Regions from separate parts of the Mus musculus genome. Here regions 2 and 3 are each linked to region 1. Evidence: chromatin contacts called from public promoter capture Hi-C data. All regions are on one chromosome and are shown on one strand. The core of a region is the stretch at or near the end of the contact, and the rest is flanking DNA. Distances in the headings are between cores, read along the strand shown. Region 1 holds the start of Cers5 (ceramide synthase 5). Region 2 holds the start of Aaas (achalasia, adrenocortical insufficiency, alacrimia). Region 3 holds the start of Sp1 (trans-acting transcription factor 1).

What was found. Promoter capture Hi-C pulls out the DNA fragments that hold promoters and counts their contacts.
Region 2: a promoter capture Hi-C map of liver shows a contact between it and region 1, with 4 times the contacts expected there. The contact joins the promoter of Aaas here to the promoter of Cers5 in region 1. A contact is called at or near these places in 4 of 39 promoter capture datasets (embryonic stem cells, hippocampal neurons, liver and 1 more).
Region 3: a promoter capture Hi-C map of pre-B cells shows a contact between it and region 1, with 4 times the contacts expected there. The contact joins the promoter of Sp1 here to the promoter of Cers5 in region 1.

Annotation. Positions count from the first base shown.
Region 1 is chr15:99,770,635-99,774,054 of GRCm38.p6, forward strand. Cers5 (ceramide synthase 5) reads right to left here and starts at 1,881. Exons shown (of 10, transcript NM_028015.2): 1 at 1,549-1,881. The coding sequence starts at 1,745.
Region 2 is chr15:102,348,948-102,352,357 of GRCm38.p6, forward strand. It overlaps Aaas (achalasia, adrenocortical insufficiency, alacrimia), which reads right to left and starts at 1,812. Exons shown (of 16, transcript NM_153416.2): 1 at 1,549-1,812; 2 at 1,006-1,133. The coding sequence starts at 1,671. Gm36246 (predicted gene, 36246) reads left to right here and starts at 1,880. Exons shown (of 3, transcript NR_155425.1): 1 at 1,880-1,965.
Region 3 is chr15:102,404,948-102,408,286 of GRCm38.p6, forward strand. Sp1 (trans-acting transcription factor 1) reads left to right here and starts at 1,369. Exons shown (of 6, transcript NM_013672.2): 1 at 1,369-1,475; 2 at 2,825-2,985; 3 at 3,269-3,339. The coding sequence starts at 1,469.

The DNA.
Region 1 (3,420 bases), core at 631-3,130:
TGACTCCTCCAGGGAATAGTCTCCAGCCATCTGGGGGAACCCTTTAGAATTGGAATATATACTCTGTGTGTGTGTGTGTGTGTGTGTATGCCGATAGCAGAGGTAAGTCACAAAGCTTGTTATATATCTGTATGAGAAACAAAGACTATTCTTATGACAATGGAAAAGTGTATTGGATTGTCTCTTTTCTTGATAGTTCTTGCATTTCATTTTCAGCCCTCACTATGGAAGAGAATAGCAGGATCCAGTTTTCTCCTAAGCCTGCACCTCCACCTCCACCTCAGGGATACTTAAGATAATGATGGTTATCTTGAAAAACTGTAAATTCTTGGGGGCCCAGAAAAGACTTTGAGTTTCACTTAATCTATTTATTATATATTTACTTTTTGCATCTGAGTGTCTGGCATAGCACTTTTAGAAGAGATAAATAGTATTACTAAATACAGATTAGTGACTAGCTGGATATAAGAAAAAAAACCCTTGTAGACAAATCAAAGAAGTAATCCAAAACAGATACTTCTGAGTAATGGATTATTTTGTCTAACCACATCTCCACACTAGAAAAGGAATTCTGGCATCAGTGTCGTGTTTGTTCTAGATAAGGTTTTTACAGAAGGCGTCTCTGCCTACGAGGAAAGTACTTCCTTGGAGTTTGAGTAAGCTTTATCAAAAACACAGCTATGATTGATCCTCATTACAGATCGCATCAGATCCTTGAAGAACAGTGTCTTTTTGGCAGCAGATAAGACTAGCCCTTTGAAGAACGGGGTGGGGGTGGGGTGGGGGGGATCTTCTGCCCAGAGCATGTAGCTGGGCAAAGTATGTTGTGAATACTACCACCTTAGAAGCTGGTTCACAAAGCTGTTTCCAATAAAGTCTCAGGCTCCATCGCCTTCAAAATGACCACTTCTCCCATCTCAGGCTTCCAAGGCCCGTTCAGCAGTTCCTCTTGACACCTTCCCCAAATGTTGGAAGCCTCAGGCTTCACCACACCCTATCCTAGCCAGACGTCTGCTGTCATACTAACACGTTCACGCGCTAACAAATCAGGGCTTGGGGCCTAACTGATCCTGTTGTTTCAAACCCCAGAAGTAAAGTAACTTTAGCAAACATTACATCTCATGCATCCACCTACGTCGCTCGGAAGCTCTGGCGCTTGCACTGAACCCACAAGCTTCCAGGACCCCAGCTAATTCTGGTTCTCCCAGGCCCTTCCCGTTCCTCTCGCCGGGCACTGCGGGAGCACGACTCACTCTTGGGTTCCTGGAGATTGGGAGGCAGCCTTCGAGAGCTCCATGCGACTCTGTGATCTGCACTTCTGAGGCCCAGCACTCCCCTCGATTCTCTCTCACTCGCCCACACCCTAGACTCGCGCGGTCTGCGCGCACGCAGGCTCCAGGGGCGCGTCGCCGGGCTCCGAGCATCCCCGCCGCGGCCCGGGCTCCCCGGCTCCCCCGCCCCGCCGCCTCGGCTTCCGGCCCTCGGTCTCCGGCCCAGGCGTCCCGCCCCTACCCCCCGCCATCCCCGGCCCCGCGCAGCAACGCTCACCGCTCAAACAGCATCCTCACGGAGAAGATGCACACTGCCAGCGGGAACACCGACAGCACGTGCTGGGCGCGCGGGTAGCCGTAGCCGTCGCCCGGGCCCTCCAGGTCCGCCCAGCTCACGTTCTGAGGCAGCCAGAAGCTCTCGCTCCACAGCCAACCCCACAGGAGGCCCAGGGTTTCCGCTGCTGCAGTCGCCATCTTACGCGCGCCCGGCGGCCACTGCCGCCACAGCCTCGGAGGCAGTCAAGGCAAAAGGAACCCGCTGGGAGGCGGCCCCGAGGCGGGGCCCGGCCTACGGCCACCCTCTTCCGTCCCTGGGTCCTCCCAGCCGCCCAGCCCGCCTCTCCCGCAAGGATGGCCTCCTCCCCGCCCATCCCGCCTTCCCGCCCACTTCTCCGTCGCAGCAGCCCAGGCCCCTCATGTGGGTCCCGGCCTCGCCCCGCGTGCCCATTTCTTCTTGGCCACGCCCACCTGTCCTGGTCACGCCCCTCACCTGCAGCCCGAGCCACGCCCAGTTTCTTTCAGCAGGTTCGACATCACCATGGTCACACCCCTACCTCAGGCTAGTTTCTCCCTTTTGGAAACACTCTTCCTAGTCCAGCAGATTCAAGTTCTTTCTGGCTCCCGGCCCGGCTATACGTTCCTGATCATCACTTACAGTCCCGGTGTCCCAGCCAGCCGGCTGTGCTGTTCATCCTAGTTGATTCCTCCTCCTCCTCCTCCTCCCCCTCCTCCTCCTCCTCCTCCTCCTCCTCCTCCTCATACTCCTCCTCCTACTCCTCCTTCTCCTTTTTTGCACTTCCTTGATCTCCACCCCCCTCCTTGGCTTTAGGCCTTAAAAGTTACCTTCACTTTTTCTCAGAGAAAACACAAGGCTTTGAAATATCTTTACATTAAAAGCCTGTAATTCCAGCCTCCACTGTAATCCCACTTGGGGCTCAGGGTCGTTCTCTGCAAGTTCAGGGCCAAAATGAACTTCATGAGACCTCCCCATCCCACCCCCATTCCCTTTTGAGTGTCTGTGGGAGGTAGTGTTTCACAGCTGACGGCTCCGCACTTGGGTGACCAAAGGGAGAGAATTGTCCCTTCCTTTTAAGACCAGTTTGCATACAGTACAGGACAAAAGGTTCCTCCTCTCCCCTCTTGAGGCAGAAGGTAATGGGGGGAAAAAAAAGCAACAAGGCAAAAGGAAAATAAATGACCGCTAGTTTTAATGACATCTGTCATGTAGCAGTTTATGAAGGAATAAACTGAAGTCCAAAGAGGCAGAATAGTTTGCCCAAAGTCATATAGACCAACAGCTGTAATTAGAAAATAATTAGAGGGGCTGGTGAGATGTCTCAGTGGGTAAGAGCACCCGACTGCTCTTCCGAAGGTCTGGAGTTCAAATCCCAGCAACCACATGGTGGCTCACAACCATCTGTAATGAGATCTGACTCCCTCTTCTGTAGTGTCTGAAGATAGCTACAGTATACTTAGATATAATAAATAAATAAATCTTAAAAAAAAAAGAAAGAAAATACTTAGACTCCAGAACTCTCATTTCCTTATCTTACAAACCACCTCAACTTTATTTTTTTATTTATTTATTGTTTCCAGCCCGCTTGGGCCCAGATCGCTTTGGCCTATTTATTTATTATATGTAAGTACACTGTAGCTATCTTCAGACACCCCCAGAAGAGGGGATCAGATCTCATTACAGATAGTTGTGAGCCACCATGTGGTTGCTGGGATTTGAACTCATGACCTCTGGAAGAATAGTCAGGGCTCTTATCTGCTGAGCCATCTCTCCAGCCCCCCACCTCAACTTTAAATGGTCAGAGCAAACCTTGAACTCTTGTAAATCTACCTAAACAAGGAAACAAACCAGAGA
Region 2 (3,410 bases), core at 562-3,061, 2.6 Mb after region 1:
CCACAATACCACTGCCCAGTTTCTGTTTTGTTTGCTTTTGGTTTGGTTGGTTGGTTTTGAGATAGTCTCATGAAGTCCAGGCTAGCCTCAATTTTGCAATGTAGCCAAGAATAGCCACGTGCTTTTGCTCCTCCTGCCTAGTGTGAGATTACAGACATGTACCAATCATACCTAGTTTTACATGGTGCTAGTTACTGATCTTAGGGCTTCCTGCATGCCAGGCAAGCACTCTGCCAACTGAGCTATACCCCAAGTCCTGTATGTAAAATTTGGATAAAAGGCTATTTGACAACAACTCACAAAGTAACAAGCAAACTCATGAACCCAGGAACATAATTGCCAGGGATTCGTTTTTTTTTTGTTTGTTTGTTTTTTCAAGACAGGGTTTCTCTGTGTAGCCCTGGCTGTCCTGGAACTCACTCTGTAGACCAGGCTGGCCTCGAACTCAGAAATCCGCCCGCCTCTGCCTCCGGAGTGCTGGGATTAAAGGCGTGAGCCACCACGCCCGGCACCAGGGATTCTTTTTACAGATAATGGCAATGATAATAATGGGGATGGCAAACACATCAAGGGATTAATGTGCCAGGAAATGCTTCTATGTGCTTTGTATCTATTTAGTCACCATGGTTTAAAGGGGTTTGGCTTTAGGACAGAGTAATTATGTAACTTTTCCAAACGTACAGTTAAAAAAAAAAAAGATAGCACAGCTTTAATTCTTACATGTCCTACATATTAACGAATCAATTCAACCTTTTCCTAACTTTCCTGAGCTTCAGATAAAAGCAAATGAGGTCGGTGCTGAGAGCAGGTTTGTAAAATCAAGCCAAGCTATTAGGGATAAATGAGGTTTCTGGTACACCCTTGAGTTTTACAATAAAAATGGATCACCTAATATGATTTGTGGTAATATGAAGACACAGACTGCAATAAGCAGCCATTCAAGAGCTGCCCAAAGCAGGCTCGGTAGACCATGGCCTATTTAAGCCACTGTTTGCTATGCCTCACCAAACATTGATGCATCTCTTCCACACTTGCTCACGGTGATGGATGAAGGCAGTTCTTGTACCATGGTCCAGCCTCCCTGGGGCTTTTAGGGGATCCTTGGTCAGGTGTAGGACAGGAAGATTGATCCACTATACCTCAGAAGAGAGGGAGGCAGTCAGTCTCTTCCCCAAATCTTAACAGAACTCCTTGCCATCTCCAACCTATGGCATAAGAGATTCCACGGCCCCATTTCCCATACCCACAAATGTAACACTTGTGGGACAGAAAATTTTCAGTCCTCATCTGCAAACCACAATCGTTTTTCACAGGGTTGACACTAGAGAAGACCTGATGGACGGCATCCATCATCTTCTCTACCCCTCCTAGAACCTCCTCACATGCCTTGGCATGCCTAACTGGGTAACACAGGCCCTAAAATATATTTCGTTCTCTCCAGTCTCCTGTGGGAGTCATGCCGTTCCCAATCACTTGTGAGCGAGCCCCGCCGCGTCGCCTCTATTCCCACTTTCCGCATCCCCACCGCAGCGTTCCCACCCGGACCACCTGGCCCCGAAAGTCGGGAGGCGGGCTCTCATAGCTGTTGCCGGTCACCAGCTCGTTATTGTGCTCATACAGGGTGACTTGACCTCTAGGCGGCGGCGGGGGGAACAACCCCAGGGAGCACATCTTGCCAGTCCGGAGAGCGTCTGGAATCGACAGGCTCCCGGCTGGTGACGACTGCGCTCCCCGGAATCTTAGTTCCCGGGCTAGATTCGTGTGAGGACGGGTAGCCGTACAGGACAAACGACTGCGCGAAGCTGAACGGAAGTGCAAGGAAGAAAGTTCCGAGTCGGGTTTCGGGACGGACTTCCGGGACTTCCTGGCGCGCCCCCTTGCGTACGGAGCGGGCACGACGCTGACACGTCCGAGGACCGACCTGTGGCGTAAGGAGCGCCGCGGTTTGGTTTTGGTTTGTTTCCTGTAAGACTACTGTTTTTTCCAACTCTGAATCCCCAGCAGCGTCTCCCACTCACTTACTTAGTACGGAAAAAGCCCAAAATAAGCCAGGTTTAGGAAAGTACCTAATTAAACTCTCCAACCCCCGTAAATATCCTTGAGGAATATACAGACGATGTCATCCTACCAGTGAGCTTTCCCCGCCCCCCCACCTCCAAAAAAAAAACAAAAAAGACTTTAGAGGACAGTCAGAACGGACTTCACAGGGTAAGGCGTCCTGAAAGAGAGAGACGGACACTGGAAGGACAGTAACTTTTCCCGAGTATATCACTAACAAACGCTTCTATAATCCTTACAATAACCCCAAAAGTGCACCGTTGAACTACCAGTAGCAAAATGACACAGATTGGACCAAAATACACACAAACCAGACATTGGTGGGGCATATTGGCCCAAGGCTGTAATGCCTACAGGATGTGGACAAGAATAAAAGGTTAGTGTAGACTGCGTAGCAAGCCCCTGCCTCCAAATACCGTTGACTCCGATCTGTAATCCCAGCATTGGGAGGTACAGGCAGGAGGATCACTGAATGTCCACTCCATAGTTCTCTTCCAACTTGAGATACATACCACCCTGACTTTGTCTTATTTAGGCTTTGTTGTTTGTTTGTTTGTTTGTTTTAAGATTTGTTTTATTTATATGAGTACACTCTCATGGTTTTCAGACACACCAGAAGAGGGTATCTGATTCCATTACAGATGGTTGTGAGCCACCATGTGGTTGCTGGGAATTGAACTCAGGACTTCTAGAAGAGCAGTCAGTGCTCTTAACTGCTGAGCCATCTCTCCAGCCCTAGGCTTTATTTTGAGGCAGGGTATGGCTATGTTGCTCTGGCTAGCACGGAACTTGCTATGTAGACATGACTGACCTTGAATTCATAGAGATTCATACCTCTATCTCCCAAGAGTGCTGAGATTAAAGATCTACCACCATGCTCTCCTGAGACCTTTTCTGAAACTGAAGGGGTTGGGGGGGGGGCTAGAACTACAGAGAGATGTTTAGATGGTTTAATTCTAACTTAATTCAATTGTGAGCTCAAAATCTGAATAGACAAATGGGAGGGAAGTGTGGGATGGTGAGACTCACAGGAACGGTATTAGCCTTTCCCTGCTATTGCTATCTCTCTGCTTCCTGGCCATTATGAATAAGCAAACTCTTCCACCTGCTCCTGAATCTATGATGCTCTGCCTCACCTGACACCCAAAGAAATGGACTCACCTAGCCTTTAATTGAAACTGACTCTGAGCCTGACCCTCCTCCTCGAGAGCACTTTTGTCACTGGGCATGGTGGTGCATGCACACCTGTAGTACTATACAGGGAGTATAAGGGGCTTTTAAAAATATTTTTTTAATTTGTGTTTTGCCTGTATGCACCTATGTGCACCACATGCATGCAGTGTCCACAGCAG
Region 3 (3,339 bases), core at 119-2,618, 2.6 Mb after region 1:
ACAGGAGCATCCAGCCCGTAAAGTAGGACACATTAAGTGATTAACTGTATTAGTTCCAAGTACTAAACGTGGTGACACCAGTCAGTGACAAAGTTTAAATGAGGAGAAAGAAGGCGAAATGGAGGCCAGAGATTGAGGTGCCTAAGGCAAAATCTTTAACCTTTGTGATTGCAAAAGGAAGTAACTAGGTTAGCGTGCTTTCTACTAAGAGGGAAAATGGAAGTAGTTTATGAGAGCTTGGCTTCACGAAGTTCCCCAGCGTGCGTTACTCTGAAAGCTGAGTTGGTTTAGCAGGTCTGGGGCAGCTTAAGAAAATGGCGCTTGCTACATCTTCCCGAAAGACTTCCATATTGGTCAGCTCAGTCGACTTGGGTTTTCGCGTGCCGTCACCAAGCTGTCGTCCCGCCCGCCGCCGCAGGGCTTCCACCCACGGCCAGGGGGAGCCGCCCGCCCATCCCGGCAGGGGTGACATTCGAGGGGTGCTGTGTAGGAGCGGGGAAGGGACAACCCGAACAGTCTCGGGCGACGCGACACTCTCGCCCTCACGCGTCTCGACTCTGACACTTGTGGAGGGCTCCACTCAAGCGCACACCCTAACGAGGGAAGGAAGCCTCCCGAGGAGGGCCAACATGGCGACCAACTCCTTTTGGCACAGCCCGGTTCCCTCCTCAGGATGGGCGGCCCTGTAACGACCATTGGCCAAAGCTAGAGGCGGTGCCATGCTGCCTTCGCTGCCTCATTGGCTTGAGTATCGGAGGAGGAAGCCTGTTCTCCTCTCCCCATTCCAAGTTCCAGCCTCCACCTTCTCCTCGGCGCGTAATTGGCTGTTCGTTCACGTCAATACGCGTCCTGTTCCGGCTCTTTTCAGTTATCGTCCAATCAGAACTTTCTTAACTGCCCGCCTGAATTCTGATTGGTTTAGGAAGCTTGCTCCTATCCCATTCCGGCCTATTTCTTACTCTTCCCCCTACACGGACTTTGCCCAGGCATGCCCAGGATTCTGGTTGGTCGTTGTCCTGTCTTTCTTACTTAAGCTCTTCCTATCCCTACCGCTCACGGAGCCCGCCTGGAGGTTGACTGGTTTCTCTGCAAGTCCATCGTCATCTCATCCCGCCCACCACCACTTCCTGAGTTTCTAATTGGTTGCTAAAACTGAGAGGGCGGCCTTTCTGGGCGGAAACCAAGTACGCAACTTGCTCTTACACGCCTCAGCGAGAGAGCGAGTCCTACCATTGGGTAGGCAGCCCGCCTTTCCTCTGCAAGGCCCTCCTTTCACCCTCCCTCATTGGGCGGGGCAGTAGATAAGGGGCGGGGATTAGGCCGGGCTTGTGGTGCGCTGCTCCCTCCTCCTTACCCCCCCCTCCCTGTCCGGTCCGGGTTCGCTTGCCTCGTCAGCGTCCGCGTTTTTCCCGGCCCCCCCCAACCCCCCCGTACAGGACCCCCTTGAGCTCGCCCCTCAGCTGCCACCATGAGCGGTAAGGATGAGTCCACTCCGAGCCTAGGGGTGGGAGGGGAGTGAGGGGGCGCGCGCGAGGACCGACCGGGCGGTCCCCGCTGTGAGGGGGGGCGGGCGGGAGGCGGCGGCGGCGGCCTTGGTCCCGCCCGGGGCGGAGGGAAGGGAGGGAGAAGGGGCAGTGGCGGGGCCTCGGAGGAGGAGGGGGATGGGCTACCCGCCCCGGGGGAGGGGGCAGCGTGGCCTCGCCCGCCCCCTGCCCGCCCCGGCCACGAGGGACGGGCCTTACCCCCCACTACCCGGCCGGCCGCCTGAGGCTCCTCCCGTCGGGGGCTGGCGCCGCGGGGGCGGCCCGACCAGTGCAGGCCCCGCCTGGGCCAACCGCCTCCCCGGTCCGCCCGCCCTCCGGTCGCAGCCTGCCCCGGGCCCTCCCCCGCACCCCCGTAAATTTCCCTTCCCCCATCCGACCCGCCCTTGCCACGCCTCTATCCCCGAAACCGCCCCTTCCTTCTTTGGACCGCCTCCTCAGCCCCAAACCTGGGTTCTAATCCCTAGACCCTTACCTGTCCTCTCAGATGTTTCCTCACCTTCTCTTAGGATTTACTCTTTCTCAGTCCCTTCCTGTTATTGTTTACACTAGATCTTTCTTCATCTCTTATAGTCCTAATTTTAGCACACTTTCCATCCACCCACATGTTGGGTCTCCTTTTCCTTCCAGGATGCATTTTTTTTTTTTTTCTTTTTTGAGATAGGTTCTATGTGGTATTCGTAGTAACTCGAAGTTACTATTGCAGCCCTCAGACTTTTAGCTGTCTAGGTGCCTCTTCCTCTTGAGTGCTGGGATTAAGAGTGCTATCAACCCTAAGGAGCAACTCTTTATTTCTGAGACACTGAAATTCCAAATTCCCTTTCTCAAAAGGGCTATTTGTATTGGGATCAGTTCTTACTCTGTAGGCCTGGAAGACCTAGAACTGGTGAACCACCTGGCTCATCCTTCCAAGTCTTGGGATTATAGGTGTGAGTCACCATGCCTAGCTTCCAAAGCAATTTTTGAGTCATTTCTGGGGTTAATTTGTGCATAGGAAAATAGTGGCCTGTCTTGGGCACCATTAAGCTATGTGTCTATGGCTTTGGCATCCCAATTTACTATGTAGCTGAGGATTTCTTTGAACTTTTGCCTCCACTTCCAAATTCTGGGATTTTAGGCTTACCACCATATTTAGACCTATCTGGCTAAGATCTTTTTAAAAACTGTTCTGTCAGTCATTGCTGACGGTCAAATCCTTAATTTTAAATCTTATGTTGTTTTTAACACACCCCCCCCTACACACACACATACACTTAATTTATTTCTTTTGTAATTATTTTTAGACCAAGATCACTCCATGGATGAAGTGACAGCTGTGGTGAAGATTGAAAAAGATGTTGGTGGCAATAATGGGGGTAGCGGCAATGGTGGCGGTGCCGCCTTTTCTCAGACTCGAAGCAGCAGCACAGGCAGTAGCAGCAGCAGTGGTGGCGGAGGAGGGCAGGTGAGTGATCAAGGATGGGGAATGTGTTGAAAGGGTATAAATATTCTTAGAAACTTCCTTAACCAAAAATTCTGGGAAGAAAAATACAGTAGGGAAGTACACTCAGAAAGATAGGTGATCTAGAGGGTCCCCAGATACGAAAGTTGGAACAGTATACAGAAAGTGAGCATTTTGTTTCTGGTTTTTGCTCTATATTCCTGCATTGTTGCTGTTTTGTCTGTTGAATACTGCCCCCTAGGCCAGCTATTGGGTGCCACTAACTCCTTTCCTCTCTTCTGGCCAGGAATCCCAGCCATCTCCTTTGGCTCTGCTGGCAGCAACCTGCAGCAGAATTGAGTCACCCAATGAGAACAG